Linked DNA regions of Mus musculus: region 2 is linked to region 1. Evidence: chromatin contacts called from public HiChIP or PLAC-seq data. All regions are on one chromosome and are shown on one strand. The core of a region is the stretch at or near the end of the contact, and the rest is flanking DNA. Distances in the headings are between cores, read along the strand shown.

The links. HiChIP or PLAC-seq counts read pairs in DNA pulled down with a chosen protein or histone mark.
Region 2: an H3K4me3 HiChIP or PLAC-seq map of bone marrow-derived macrophages shows a contact between it and region 1, with 2.7 times the contacts expected there. The contact joins the promoter of Ruvbl2 here to the enhancer-like site in region 1. A contact is called at or near these places in 18 of 39 promoter capture datasets (the 3T3-L1 cell line, 3T3-L1-derived adipocytes, the C10 cell line and 13 more), 2 of 15 datasets of contacts at CTCF or cohesin (embryonic stem cells and large pre-B cells), 6 of 484 Hi-C or Micro-C datasets (B cells, embryonic stem cells and reprogramming fibroblasts), 21 of 115 datasets of contacts at active chromatin or transcription factors (the 230-238 cell line, the SCID.adh cell line, acute myeloid leukemia and 13 more) and 4 of 9 other capture datasets (adipose tissue, liver, macrophages and 1 more).

The regions. Positions count from the first base shown.
Region 1 is chr7:45,139,561-45,143,529 of GRCm38.p6, forward strand. It overlaps Aldh16a1 (aldehyde dehydrogenase 16 family, member A1), which reads right to left. Exons shown (of 17, transcript NM_145954.2): 15 at 3,553-3,738; 16 at 3,220-3,342; 17 at 2,273-2,542. The coding sequence ends at 2,381. Among named protein-coding and RNA genes, the nearest start is that of Flt3l, 5.1 kb to the left of the region's middle. Within about 2 kb of position 2,186, at least 27 of the 459 cell types and tissues checked have an H3K27ac peak or open chromatin away from gene starts, as enhancers often do. A contact at or near this core is called in the SCID.adh cell line, bone marrow-derived macrophages and trophoblast stem cells, where this site is marked.
Region 2 is chr7:45,433,063-45,436,873 of GRCm38.p6, forward strand. Ruvbl2 (RuvB-like protein 2) reads right to left here and starts at 1,402. Exons shown (of 15, transcript NM_011304.3): 1 at 1,190-1,402. The coding sequence starts at 1,201. It overlaps Gys1 (glycogen synthase 1, muscle), which reads left to right and starts at 1,777. Exons shown (of 16, transcript NM_030678.3): 1 at 1,777-2,108; 2 at 3,470-3,651. The coding sequence starts at 1,991.

The DNA of each region.
Region 1 (3,969 bases), core at 936-3,435:
GAAGAAGAAGAAGAAGAAGGAGGAGAAGAAGAAGAAGAAGAAAACATACTGCTACTATTCTGGCTAGTCTCCCCACCCCCACCCCGTTTCCTCGATACAGGGTTTCTGTGTAACCTTGGCTATCCTGTAACTTGATCTGTAGACCAGGCTGGCCTTAACTCAGAGATTCTGCCACCATGGTGAATTGTGTTACCCCTGGGCTGGGGGTCATGGGTGCTGTAAGAAAGCAGGCTGAGCAAGCCACAGGAAGCAAGCCAGCAAGCAGCACTGCTCCATGGTCCCTGCTTCCGGGTTTCTGCCAGGTTTGAGTTCCTACCATGGCTTTCCTAGTGGACTGTGATTTGGAATGTGTAAGCTAAATAAACCCTCCCCTCCCCCAGCTGCTTGCCATGACGATTGTCATCACAGCAGCAGCAACCCTCACACACAACAGCACACCATCAGGGTCACTGGGAGGAGGCTTTGTTGTCTCTAAAAAGCTCTCATGCCATTGCCATGCCAAGAAGGCCTCACAAGTGCCAACCAGATGGGGCCCCTCCCAGCTTCAACAGCCATGTGATGGAACCTTTATTCTTGGCAAGTGACAAAGTGACAGTCTGTGATAATCAGTTACAGCTCAGAAGATGGAGTAAGAATAAGTTGAGCCTGATGGCTCAAGCTGTCATCCCAGTGGCAGATCGGGAATGCAAGGTCATCTCTGGTGCCACAGTCCAACCAGGAACACACACACACACACACACACACACACACACACACACACACACACACGTTCTTGAAACCAAACCAAGCAAATAGAACACCAAACCAAAACATACGAGAAAAGAAAATGGACTAAGACAGCCTCTGTTAGCCCAGTTCACTGGGCAACATTAGTGAGCAGACCGGGGAGAGAGAGGGAAAGAGAGAGAGAGAGAGGGAAGGAGGGAGGCCTTGACAATGTGCAGTGAGTCAACCAGTACAGATCAGGGTTACTGCTAAAGTCTAGGCCATTCTGACGGCTCTTCTCGACTTCTCTTGCCTGGGGCCTTCATGCTCAGCCTGGGTGAACAGACACTCTGGCTTGTTTTATGACCTCACATGGTAAACAGGATTTGGCAGAGACTAAGGAAGAGCACAGGGTGGACGTGTCCATACATATATAATCCCAGGTGGATCACAAGAATTCCAGATCAGGGGTGAGATGGCTGAGCTAATAAAATAGGTTATGACTACCAAGCATAAACATCTGAGTTGATCCCATGAACTGACATGGTGAAGGAGAAAACTGATCCCAGAAGTCGTTTTCTGACTTTTGTGCATGCCACATACATACACACCAAAAACCCCAAAACAAAAACCAAAACTCCCGTGAAACTTATTATTATTTTTTTTTTTTTAGACAGGGTTTCTCTGTGTACCTGGCTGTCCTGGAACTTGCTCTATAGACCAGGCTGGCCTCAAACTCAGACATCCACCTGCCTCTGCCTCCTGAATGCTGGGATTAAAGGAATGGCTTAAAACATCACTGCCTGGCTTAAAGCAAACAAGTCCTACAAGAGTACACAGTGAGATCCTGCTTTAAAAACCAAAAACGAGGGGCACTGACTGCTCTTCCAGAGGTCCTGAGTTCAATTCCCAGAAACTACATGGTGGCTCACAACCATCTACAATAGGATCTGATGCCCTCTTCTGGTGTGTCTAAAGACATTGGGCTCACAATTGTAAAATAAATAAATAAATAAATCTAAAAAACAAAACAACCTCCCCCCCATGCTTCTATTGTCAAGCCAGCAGTGCGTCAGGCCTGGAGGTTCATGGGTGAGACATGAGGAGTGGATGTGCGATTAGCTGTGCCCTAAGACCTTGCTGAAAAAGACCAAAGAAGGGGGAAAAAAGCAAAACCACAAACCTAAAACCAAACTAAAAGCTAAACCCATGGAGATCTTCTGTGATGGCAAGCACCTGGTGAGTTTCAGCTCCAGGAAGCCAGGCTTGCCTCGAAGCTGTGCCCTCAGCACCTGGCAGCAGTGGTGGCCCCTGGCTTGGGGCTGGCACACTAGGGCTGTGCTAGGATACTGACCTTCTTGTTCAGAAAGGGGACTTACAGGAAGGCATCAGTGCTGGAATCAATTACAAAGGGGACAGAGCCTTCCAGGGACTTCCCTCTTCTGCCTCCTGACTCAAGAGTGCTGGATGGGGCTGAGTTCCCTTTATGCATCCCATAAACACAGTATTCTCCCAGGGTTGCCTACTGGGCCACACATGAAGAAGCCACTGTTCCCACATCCTCAAATGCACAGTTAAAGTCACTCAGTTTATTAGAAGCCATGGGAAATCTGAGAGAAACGTTCCAAGCACTTGGTGCTCCTGAGCATCAAAGATGGAGTGGGTGGCTTCGGCATCAGTCCCCCATTGGCAGCCACAGGGCCTTTGTTCGTGCTGCGTGAAGACTCAGCTCCTGTCCTGCCCCCTGGACCTCCACATCCCAGGCCCTTGGGAAGCCCCTGTTTACCCACACAGACTTGAGGTTTCCTGCAGAGGCCCATTCCACAAACTGGGAGCCCTGGGACGGAGAGATATGTGATTAGTACTGCCAGTGGTTTAGTTGCCAAACAGCTGCTTCCTTAGCAACGGACACCTGTAAAAGCCCTAGAGACCTGACAAGGCTGGACATTTAGATCCTGGCCAACATTCCTTTTAGATGTAGAGGAAGTAGATCTAGGGAATCCTCATCTTGCCCAGTTCAAGGCTCTTGCCAACAGGGACTTCCCATCCAGCACAGTGGCTCAGGAGGGTAGAGCCTTGGAATGTTGCTAGGGTGCATACCCTAGCAATAGGTCTTCCGAAAACCATGTCTTTGGGCAAGGGAGGCTTTGGGCCCTTGTGAAGAAGACTGCCTTCCTTTGAGCAGCAGTGTTGTACACCTTTAATCTCAGCACTTGCGAGGCAGAGGCCAGCAAATCTCTGTGAGTTCAAGGCCAGCCTGGTTTATATAATGAGTTCTAGAACAGCCAGAGCTACACAGAGAAACCCTGTCTCAAAACACTGTCTCCTAGACCCCTCCCCACCAATAGAAGACCCTCTTCCTTTGTGACTGAGCTTGTACCAGGGTAGGACCTCAGCAGCTGTTGCCAAGACATTTCTTCCTCTTAGCAACAGAGATCCTTAGGGGATGAGCACAGAATCCCCTAAGCTCCTAGCACAGAAGTCTGTTGTTGAAGGTTAAGTACCCTGAAGTACCTGGGCCGAGCCGAAGTACCACAGGGCTTGGACATCCTGATGTAAGGCCAGACAGCGGGTCAGGTGGTCGCGATCCCCTGTCACTACACTCACCAGGCCAGCAGGAAACAGAGGAGCTATATCCTAGGATGAGAGAGTGGAACACCCAGGGTTGAACATCAATGGGGCAGGCTGGAGAGTGGGCATCTGGCAGTGGCTGTAGGGGCTCATGCAAGGAATAGGACTTAGAGGGGATGCTGAGACTCGTTATCATAGCTACCCAGGAGGGAGGAGGCCAGCTGAGCTCCTGAAGACCCAGGAGCAGCAGGCAGGAGGGGAAACAGGTAATTTTACCTGGCAGACCTCCAAGGCCAGCAGAGGACATGCCCCACTGGGTACTAAGACCACGGCATTGCCATGGGCCAGTGCAGGGGCCAGTAGTGACACAAAAGCCAGCAGGGGCCACTCATCCGGGCACACCACGGCCAGCACTCCCAATGGTTCTCGAAGCCGGAGCACAGGGCCTCTCAATCCTGTTACCTACAGGCACAGATGACAGACACATCAAGGACAAGTTCCCAGAGGAACTTTTGCCTGCCCCATTCTCCCACATTTAACATGTACCTAGCTCCAGAGTAGCTCCATAATGTGTAACCAGGGGATGATGGTTCAGGGCCTGAAACTCTGGAGCCCAATGGCCACTCCATAGCTTTATGGGTCAGCGTGAGTTACTTAACCTCTCTGGACCTCTGGGCCTGGAATCTGCTCTTG
Region 2 (3,811 bases), core at 152-2,651, 290 kb after region 1:
GGAGCTAGTGCCAGGCCCAATATGCCCGGTCTCACTTCCTGGGCTTTATTCGCTCACTGTAACATTCAACTAACTGTGCGATGGCACAGACACGTGCCCTAGGTGAGGTTCTGAAAAATACAGTCTCTGGACAAGACCCCATGCTCTGAACCCAGACTCTATTTCTCTTCCTCACTGTCACACTCCTGGCTTCGGACACACTTTCCTGTGACCTGTGCTCTCAAGCACACAACACAACTTCCCACTTACTAATCTTCCCCAGAAGACCAGGGTACCAGTCTCAGACCTCGCAGGACACTGGGATGAGACTTTGGAACTGGTCACTGACTACATCAAGAGGCAGACGAAGTTTCCAGAACGCATTGTGGGATGAACCACGACTCTGTCACTCCAGGCTCTGGCTAGTCACTCATTCACAGAGAAATCTGAGTGTCTACATGACTCTTCCATCAGACCCAGGATTCTTTCTGTTGTTGTTTCTCTGTGTAACCCTTGGCTGTCCTGGAACTGGCTCTGTAGACCAGGCTATCCTCAGACTCACAGAGATCCACCTGCCTCTGCCTCCCAAGTGCAGGCTTTCACTACCATGCCTGACATCTAGGATTCTGAATACATTGTTGCCTTCTCTACTAGCTTCTAAAGCCACAATGAAGCTCCTTCCTCAGTGGTCAATACACTTCCTCCACATCCAGGAGTCCAGGTCCAGCCCTCTTCTATTAGGCCCAGGCACCCTCCCTAGCCCTCCTCCTCCTCCAAACCAGGCCTCATCCACTGTGATCGTCCCTCCGATCTAGGGATTCAGGCTCTAGCCTGCCTACCTCAAACACAAAGGTGCACACACCAGCCTGCTTCCCTCAGACCCTGGTATCCTCTCCTCCCAACACTTCCCACAGATCCATGTGTCCTCCCAAGCCCTCCTTGGCGACTTCCTCAGCCCCCTTCCGTCAGATTCATGCATTCTCCTCTGCTCTCTTCCTTTAGACACATGCATTCTCCTCTGTATCCATTGCTCAGACTCGGTGTCCTCAGCATCCTCCCTCTGACTCGGGAGTACTCCCCAGACCTCCTCCGTCAAACCAGGCATCTTCCTTATCACTCCTCCCTCAGATACAAGAGTCCTCTCCAGCTCCCTCCTTCAGACTCTCTAAGAAGGGTCATTGTCGGTCCTCCACATGCACCCAACACTTACCACGGTTGCCATGATGCACACCAACCGCCAATGCCTCAGCGGAAACGGAAATCGGCTAGGAGCGCGGTCTTTATCCTCTCTAGGCTCCCGGTCATCCAGTCATCTCTATGGCCCATAAGATATATAAAATTCCTGTAGGGGGCGTACACTAGGCCGCGCCCAGCCCGCGAGGCTAAATTGGAAAGCCGGTGTTCTGAATCCCGGGTGGGTTCCTGACGTCTCTTGCTCCTCCTCCTCTTACCTAGCCTCCTCCCCCCTCCTTCCCCCCCGCCCTGCAACTGCTAAGTCCGATTGCAAAATTCTGAGCACATTTTGTAGCAACCACACGTCCTCCACGATCCCTTCCCTCTCTGTCCAACCTTCCTCACCAAATTGGGCCTACAGCTGAGATTGACAGCTCTGTTCACCAATCACTTCCATGCTGCGTAGAAACAAGCCCCGCCCCCGCAGCTCCCCAGGAGCCTCTGGCCAAGGAAACTGGATTCTATCCGCCAATAAGTAGACGCAATAGCCCCCGCCCCCCAGCCGCCGACCAATCGTGCTAGACCAGCAGGGTGGGCAGTGCCTCCTGGCGGCCACGAGGCTTCACTGCAGCTGCCCGCCCGATTCAGTGTCTCAGCTCACCCTACCTGAGTCGGAGCGCTCTGGGGCGGGGGTGCGGTCGTGCAATAGGAAGCGGAGCGCCTTGCAAGCTTCCCCTGGGACACCCGCTAACTCTACCGGTCACCAAGTCTGCTGCGTTCCCAGCCGATCTCTCTGGTTTCCAGTTTTGGTGCTCGAAGTCCCCTGCCCGCAGTAGCCATGCCTCTCAGCCGCAGTCTCTCTGTGTCCTCGCTTCCAGGATTGGAAGACTGGGAGGATGAATTCGACCCCGAGAACGCAGTGCTTTTCGAGGTGGCCTGGGAGGTGGCCAACAAGGGTGAGAACGTCAGCGTTGGTCCCTTGACCAAGAAGGGCAGGCGAGGATGGGGCCCCGAAACTCCGTTTCAGACGGGAAAAGAGTTACGTGGAGGAGTCTTGGGTCCTGGGAAAAGCGCCTGTGACTTCTGTGTCCTTGTGAAGGGGCTGGAGTAGGCGTCCTAGGCCCTGGGGGGAAGGGACAAGAGACTACTCTTAAGATGGAAGGAGGCTTCAGGTTCTGCAATCTAGGGAAGAGGGCACTCAGAGAAAGATTCCTGGGTCTTGAAGGGAGGTTTTCGAGGGCCGAGAGACCTGAGATCTAAAAGTGGAAGGAGTTAGTGCATCTAAGCCCAAGGAACACTGGAGCTTTTGGGTCTGTGGTCCAGAGGACGTGACTGTGGAGTTGGGGTGTTCCTAAAGGTTGGGATTCATGGATTTTTCAGGGGGCATAGCGGACCTGAACCAGTGTAAAGCCAAGAGGGGCTTGGAGACTCAAATTCTTAGATACAAGGTGGGAAAGAGTTGGGAACTTGAATGTCGAGTTTGAAGGAGCCCAGGGCCTAAGTCCTGGCTTCCTATGTAGTGAGGTGCCTCCCTCCCTGTGGACTGGGAAAGCTGGAAGTCCTAAGTTGGTCAGGAGCTGGGCCCTAGGATGGGAGGAACCCACCCACAGTATGTATGGGAGATCACTAGCTTCTCGCTCATGAGAAGGCTGGGCTGGGAATCCCAGCAGCTGGGCCTTGTGGATCTGAACATTTCCTTTTCTGGATCCTGGGGAGAAAGAGACTAGGTCTCTCAGCATGTTGGGAGATGGCAGACTCAATGCTGTGTACTACCAGGGTACCAGTTTCAGGTGAGAAGGCTGAGGACCCAGATTCCTAAATCTGAGGTGGGGTCACAGGAGGAGCAGGGCCCAGCAGTCCCTGTGTCCCAGCCCAGGGCTAGCATCGTTAGGGGCCCTGAAGGTGTGGAATAATAAGTCAAGCTTCCCTCAGGTAACTGGGTAGCTGGATAGGGCCATGTACCATTTTTCCCACTGCATCTGAAAGTCAAGAGCTTTAGAGCCTTCCTGCTCCTAATTCTCTAAGAATTAGGAGACTAAAGAGTGCTTCCTGTGTCATGACCAGGAGTCTAACTGGAGCCTGCTCCTCCCTCAGCATCCTGATTTCAGTCCCCTCTCTCCATAAACTCAAGAGGGCTATCCTCAGGTTTGCTTTTCCACGACCCCTACCCTCCAGTCCCAACCTCCCCTGATTCCCAATTATAGGTTCCTGCCCATTTTCTACCCCAATACTACCCACATACATCCCATTACCTGCCAGGTCTCAAAGCTATGGACCAATGGTGGGGTTGTCTGTCCTTTTGCACTTTGGCCCACAGTGGGTGGCATCTACACTGTGCTGCAGACGAAGGCGAAGGTGACAGGGGATGAATGGGGTGACAACTACTATCTGGTGGGACCATACACGGAGCAGGGTGTGAGGACGCAGGTAGAGCTCCTGGAGCCCCCAACTCCGGAACTGAAGAGGACTTTGGATTCCATGAACAGCAAGGGTTGTAAGGTGGGACACAGCCCTACCCAGGGGGGTGGGAGTGGGAACTGCCAGCAGGGGCCCTAGCAAGAGGTGAAGAGAAGGTGGAATGGAGGCAGGAGGTGTAGTCAGAACTTTCCCAGCAGGCCTAGGGAAGAAAGCGATAGACGGGTATAGGATCTGGTGAAGT